Linked DNA regions of Zea mays: region 2 is linked to region 1. Evidence: chromatin contacts called from public Hi-C data. All regions are on one chromosome and are shown on one strand. Each heading gives the region's core, a stretch centred on a gene start, on an enhancer-like site or on the middle of the called end of the contact. The rest is flanking DNA. Distances are from core to core; before and after follow the strand shown.

What was found. Hi-C and Micro-C count contacts between places; a contact is called where the count stands out from the background.
Region 2: a contact with region 1 is called in a Hi-C map of tassel, with 2.7 times the contacts expected there. The contact joins the promoter of LOC100273175 here to the promoter of LOC100280708 in region 1. A contact is called at or near these places in 6 of 25 Hi-C or Micro-C datasets (bundle sheath, ear, leaf and 2 more).

The regions. Positions count from the first base shown.
Region 1 is chr9:101,379,864-101,383,319 of Zm-B73-REFERENCE-NAM-5.0, reverse strand. LOC100280708 (calcium-binding protein) reads right to left here and starts at 1,866. Exons shown (of 7, transcript NM_001153627.2): 1 at 1,696-1,866; 2 at 1,502-1,606. The coding sequence starts at 1,729.
Region 2 is chr9:101,546,743-101,550,512 of Zm-B73-REFERENCE-NAM-5.0, reverse strand. LOC100273175 reads right to left here and starts at 2,391. Exons shown (of 4, transcript NM_001147620.1): 1 at 2,118-2,391; 2 at 838-1,095; 3 at 384-587; 4 at 1-59. The coding sequence starts at 2,378.

The sequences.
Region 1 (3,456 bases), core at 617-3,116:
TGGGAAAACAGTTCTAGTCCACCCCTATTGGTGACCCCTCCCCTCTGCCCAAGCATTCAGCTTTTATTCACCTAGTTATAGGAGCTGTCTTTTTCACGAAGAAATGATCAAAATAAGTTTGTGCTAATTGCTTATAAATTGTACAGCCCGAGATTTATTGGAAATGATCAGAATGGTGGTCCATTCAACTTCAAAAGCAAATTGAAAGCACAACCTACAAAGACCCATAACTCCTCTAATTCCTTCATTACTTTTAAGTGTGCAAATAGAGTTATTCAAAACCGTGGAATCACAAGCCAGTCATATAGCTAAATTCCAGAATCCAGATAGTAGACACAAGAGAGAGAAAAAAACAAGCTCTTTTAGTGCCCAAAGTAAGTGCTTTTCGTTGCAGTGGGGTATGTTCATGTTTTCACAGTAGTTGTCAGCCATTAATGAATTAACACAAATAAATTGGTGTGAGTGGTACTTGTTCCAACATAATTTTTTAGTCCTAAATGATGGAAAGTTAAGCATAATATGCTGATTGGGAGGAACCAAGATTCCGCTAGGGCCATCTAGACTTTCGACAGCATACATAAAGTAGGCATAAATACATTATCGAAGTTAGGAAGAATCAGCCCAACTTAGGCTGGTGGTGTCCATATCTAAGCTGTGTACCATTGGTGGTATTTGTTCATTATCTATGGGCCAAAGCACATTAGCTGTGAATGCTCCCATTAGTTGCAGCAGGGGTATGTTCATGTTTTGACGGTAGTTGTCAGCCATTGATGAATTAACACAAATAAATTGGTGTGGGTGGTACTTGTTCCAACATAATTTAGTCCTAAATGATCAAAAGTCAAGCATAATACGATGATTGAAAGGTACCAATATTCCGCTAGGGGCATCTAGAGATTCGACATCATACATAAACTAAGCATAAAGACATTACGCGAAGTTAGAAAGAACCAGCCCAGCTGGTCGGCTGGCAGTTTCCATATCTAAGTGGTGTTCCATCGATGGCATTCGTTCATTACCTATGGGCAAAGCAGATTCGCTGTGAATTTTCCCATTAGTTGTTGTTTTCCTTTGCCATCTCTTCTGTGGCCGTTTGTTTGGTTGTCTTTGTAGTTATTAATGTTTTTCTAGCTTTTGTTGCCTGGTTTCTTTCTTTTTCTTACCGAGTCTTACAGAGTGGGCAACAAGGCAGGAAGCAGCAATCCCACATCAAGTTCACCTACCCACCTCATAGCACGTCGTTAATACCGAGAGTTTGCACAATGGCAGCCAAACCTAGTGAAACTTGAACGAGTATATTATGTTTTAATAGCTCAATCAACATCATATGCAGGCGAATTCCCTGTGCAGGGTGTGAATTGGGGTTGGTGGGTATGCGAAATTGTCTGACGCCGGTACGACGTCCACATAACAAAAAAATGAAAACAATTGAAGCAGTGCACGTTTAGTGCAGCGAAGACTCGGCCGGGGCGGCCGAGGAAGGAAGAGGGGGGTTACGAACCGGTGCAGGTGCGAGTGCGGAGCTTGGTGGTGGCGTACTCGACGACGACGTAGGGGTCCTGGCGGGTGAAGAACTCCGTGTCCCGCAGCTTCCGGCACCCGGTGACTGCAGGCAGGGTTACAGGAGGAGAGATCGATCAGCTACCAGTAGGTACGAGGGAGAAGGATCGGGGAGGAGGGAGGCGGGCAAGGCACCTCTGACTTCGAGTATCAGCCCATGGATTGACATGCGGAAGGGGCCGGAGTGAGGAGGGAGGCGGTCAGGCGGGGGCGGGAGGAGAAGAGGGATCTCGGAAGGAGACCGTGGATGGAGTCGGAGTCGGAGTCGGTCGATGTCTCGATGACGATGGCTCGGGCCCGTAATCTGCCTGGTTGTGGTTGTGGCGTCTTTATATTGAGAGCAGAACTGAGAGAGACCTGCGTGACCAAGTTATTTACGTCGTGGTCTAACATATTTTACGTCTTATTTTATCTTCTAATTCAAATTAAAATAGCATTTTGTTCGGCCATATATCTGGTGGGCTGAAAATAACCTTATATGTAAATATAAGATAGATGCCCTACTATACTATTTATATACTCTCTCCATTTTTTATCTTAAGGTAATGAAGGTTTATACTGAGTCAAAGTTTTAAAACTTTGACCAATAATATCTAAAAAATAATTATTTTAAATTAAAGAAATTATATATTATGCTAGATGTTTTAAAAATAAATGTAACATTTTCATTTTTATTTAGTCAATGTTTATGAATATTTTGTTATTAATAGTCAAAGTTTTAAAATTTTGACTTAGAATAAACTTTTGTGACCTTAAGATATAGAACGAAGGAAGTAGTTCATAAGCAACTTTAAACTCCTCTTATGTCCTTCTTATTTTTATTAGGAATATTTTTTTATTAAAAAGTACCAATAAACAGTTTTACATTAGACCATTAAATATTATCATTATCAATTCTAATCTTTTTCCTTTCGAGGAAACCCTATTCTAAATTTCTTACTAGCCAAAGGTAGAAAGTGATGTTAGATCTCGAGTGTATATGAGATATATAGAAATGTTAGAAGATAGATAAAATATATACACTAACTTTTATTTGGATGGCATTCTAAAATAATAACTTGAGCAACTCCGAGAGACTCTCTATATCCTTTCTAATCTATGTATATAGAGATTTTTTGTATAAAAAATACCTTCCAAAAGCTTATCTAAATGGTTATCAAATATGGTCATCTTCCATTCCGGGTTTCTCGCTAGCTAAATATAGAAAACGTGAATGGTTCTCCAGAATGCAAATAGGATATAAAAATGATGTTAGAAATAGAAAAGATATTTAAAGTGGTTTCAATGCAAATGACTCTTTAAATGATTTTTTTGAAAAAAAATTGATATATTAATTTCAAGTGCATTACAACGAAGTGCATTACAACGAGGTGAAGCAAAGTCTTGAAACAAACATCTCCTGGCCTCTGTTCCATACAGAATATACAGCTCAATTAAATGATATTTTAGATATAATTTAGAGAGTGAAATTTAGAATGAGTCTTGGAGATAGATGCTCAGAGCGGGTGTTTAACAGACTTTTTGAAAGTACTCGGAAATACACTTGAAAGTGTTTGCGTCCACGCCTTGTCGCGTACTAAAAAAACATCGTCTTGACCTGCATCCATACAAAATGTACGCACGTGCGTTTGCATTGTAAAAGATGATCGAATTGCATCGCATGACCGTTGCGAACTTCGCAGGGCTCTCGAGGCTCCAACTCTCATGACGATCGGTGGAGAAACCGTGTGGCAGCTAAAAAAAATACTGTACGAATCAGCTGAATAGATGATGACCATGAACGGTCGGTCACCTTTGGCTACCTTGTGCGGAATAGATTCGTCCAAAGCGCGGGAACCAACGGCCGGGGAATGGACCGCACACGTCTTCAGCGGGTGGGTCGTTCCGTTGTATTGT
Region 2 (3,770 bases), core at 1,142-3,641, 170 kb before region 1:
AGTAGCTCCAGTGAGCTGGATAGCCCAAGGAAATGCGAAAGGATCGTGTTGGCTGAAGCCTGTAGATGATAGGAATAAAATGGCAAGAAAACGATGAGCGTTCTTGTATCAGTAATAAAGTATCGGGACTGCAACAAATGCCAAACAAACATAGCAATACCAATTGGATTAACATAAATCGAATTTTAAAAACTAATGGAGGCCTAGAGCCTTATTTCTGATGAGAACTAGGCATCTAAACCCATGTTATAATGTTCATGTGAAGATAATCTATGCCTGACTACACAGAACAAACTTCCCCATTCGAAAAAAAGGGCACGAAACACCCACACAAGCTATTCTTTACAGTAAATTAAACACACATGGCAAAAACAGCGGCATACCTGAACAAGGAAGATATCTAAAGCAAGAACGGGACTCTGTCCAGGTGGTATCCCCTGGTAGTAGGGCACTAATGAGGTAGTCAGTGCCTTGCCTACCAAAGCACCTACAGTTGCCTGCAGGCCCAGAACTGCAGCAGCCATTCCAACAACGTTAAGCACGATACTGTTTCTCAGATTATTGACCACATCGGCACGTGGAGGAGCCTGAAAGAGGAGAAAACGATTTTAGTTCTTTTTTTTTTTTGTCTCGGAAGCGTGTCCAGAGCATTTTAGCAAGAGCACCACACAGAAGTAAGATAACAGAATTGTGTAGAAGTTTTCACACGAAGCGGCTGTAAACAGGTGGAAGATGGTGCTAATACCATAGGCTACACAACAGAACCATTTTGTTCCATAGAGAAAAAAAAAGAAAATGATGCTGCAGCCCTACAACTATTCTAAGCGATAGAAGTACCTTAGAAGGATCGTTTGCTGTTCTCTTAAGCCTTTCAGAAAGGCGGATGTAACCAAATGACCGGAAGACGCAGATGAAGGCCACGACGATGCCAACCGCAGTCGCACTGAATGTGAAGGGAGCTGTTACATTCCCTGTAGCGACCGCAGAGAACGACAGGATCCCGGCCGAAACGACCGTACACACCAACTGGGACCAGAACCCCAGGGTGCCCACATTCTTGAAATGCCGTGCTGTTTTCTCTAGCTTTTTGCTAACCTGCAAAAGAAAGGTAATCACTGATTGGCTATATACTTGAGAATCATAGCGTGCTTAGTAAATGTACGTTGGGGGGGACACGAGTGTTGGAATCGTAGCATGCATGCTGGGAGCAGGAGTTCTGGAAGTCCCCAGTAACTATATGATGGAGGAAAATAGCTTACGTGCATGACAATCTAGAAAGACCACCATGTTAAAGTTTACTTAGGAAACTACTCTGTTAAAGTTTGACAATTTAACCAAGTCGCTCTATGCTAACAGTCGAGTGACAGAAGACGGTACCTCCTAGCTAACACGAGTGTTGGACTGTTGGTAGATCCCAGTACCTAGGTGATGGAGAAAAATAGCTGGGGTGCCTAAAAATTTAGAAAGGTAACCGTGTTGAAGTTTATCTAGGAAACACAACTCTCTTGAAGTTGAAGGTCACCATGTCGAAGTTTATTTAGGAAACAACTCTCTTGAAGCTTGACAATTTAACCAAGTTACTATAGGATAAGAGTCAAGTAACACAAGGTAGCACCTCTAGCTAACACATGGATATTGGCAAATGTTACAGTAAGTCAGTAACACAACTTCAGAAATCATGAACAAAAGATATCACAGTTTACATGAGATTTTGGTAGAACTAATAAATGTGGTTTCTGAATATGGTAAAACTAAACGATATCACACCTCTTCTGATAAATGGACTAAGGCAATGTATCAAGGATGACAAATATGGTTAATACTGATCGAATGCTAAGCAGCTAAGGTGTGCCACTTCATTCAATCACACCAGACCACAGAAGGCATTTGGTTGCTTCTGTCTTCCTCCAAAGGAGTAGCAGAATAAGAAACTACCACGGCATTGCTTACATTTTCTTTCCTTGCGCATTCGCTGATGTGCTCTACTAGCTCACTCAAATAGTCAAAATACTGGAGAACCTCGTCGCCCAATTGGCAGAAACAACGAGCACGTGGTTGCAAGAATCTCAATCTCCAGACTCCAGGACGCTTGACTAACACTCTATGGCTGTCCTTACCTGAGCCAGCTTGGCGCGTTCGGCCTCGGCCTCCGCGGAGAGAGGGCTGGGGTCAGGAGGACCGGATGCCGCCGCCCCAGCCTCTGGAGCCGCGGCGGCGAGGTGGCGCGGCAAAGAGATTCGGCCGGCGGAATAGAATGAGGTACCACCGACAGCAGCCCCACGACTGGGAGCGGAGAAGTGGGGCTTCGGCGCCGGCCGCCGCCTCAGCGTCGGGAGGGGCGGCCTTGGTGGCGCCGGGGAGAGGTGGAGCGACCGCATTTTGTGATTTGTGTTGTGTGGCGTTCGGGCGGTTACCGGTCACGCGGGTTTTCCACTCATTCTTTGCTTGGGTAGTGCGGGTTACAAAAAGATTCGACGATTAAGGACATTTTCCATATATATATATATATATATATATATATATATATATATATATATATATATATATATTGTAAGGACTTGTTTGAAAATTTAAATTTTTTTCAGGATTCTTGGGAAGGATTCTTAGATTAAGTAAAAAATTAGCTCATTTTTTACTCAAACCCTGAGAATCTATAAGAGGATTTAAGTTTTTAAACTAGCCATAAGCCCATAACAGTACCTCTCCGTTTAGATGTCAATATTGAAGGACATAAAATTGAATTGAGTTCTATACCGAATCAGTCATAGTATTGAAATAAAATGTAATTTCAATTCTATTGTTTAGATGTCACTGAATTGAAATTTAGAATGGTCTAATTCCACTCAATTTTAAGGGGTGATGCTTTGTATCGAGAGAGAGTTTCTAGTCCAAATCCAGAGAATTGGTCTCTGATTTCGAATCTCAATTCTATGTGCAACCAAATAATAGAATTAAAAAAACTGATTCTAATTTTCAATTTTGTGTTCCAATATCTACGTCTAAACGGGGCTATACAAATTTAGGTCCAAAAAGTTCATAATTTGGAGAGGAAAAGAACACACTGAATCATGTGAAGCTTTTAGCAGTGAAAGAAGAAATTTCAGAATGAAAAAAATGCGACGACCTTGGCTATCAAACTATATATCAGAACTTCACAGAATCTGTTGTTTATAATATGCTTTTCAGAACGGAAATAAGAAATAGTTTCCCCAAGCTAGGATTCTAGGTATTAGAAGTTTTCTACAAATGACTTTACCTATACAGGTACGTGATTAGGAAAACAGTATGTTTCTATAATTCTATATTGTCTCCATTGAACTTGACTATTGATATCTGACCAGCAATGGTTTTTTTTCTTAAACGTATAATCACGTAACATGAAAATAGTATAAATATATATACCTCCTCCGTTTCAAAACAACTGCGCTGTTAGCATTTAAAATCTGAACCACAAAGAGAGCGTATTTAGCTTATGGATCACCTAAAGCTATCATATCTCTTATCCGATCTCATATTTTAAACTTCTCTCTATAAATAGTGTTAAATAATATCATCATCTACAGTTCCGTGTTACCTATTTTTCACACTCCACTGAAGACAGTGTTTCCATACGAAGAGTTTATATCTCCTGTCACATCACGTCCTATTAACTATCGATCATGCTATTGATCATTGTCATCTTTTAACTATCCAACGTGAACCAACGTTTGTAGCCTCTTCTCTTGTACACCTCCAACGGGATTCGATTTATCTCTGATACAGGCAGAGGT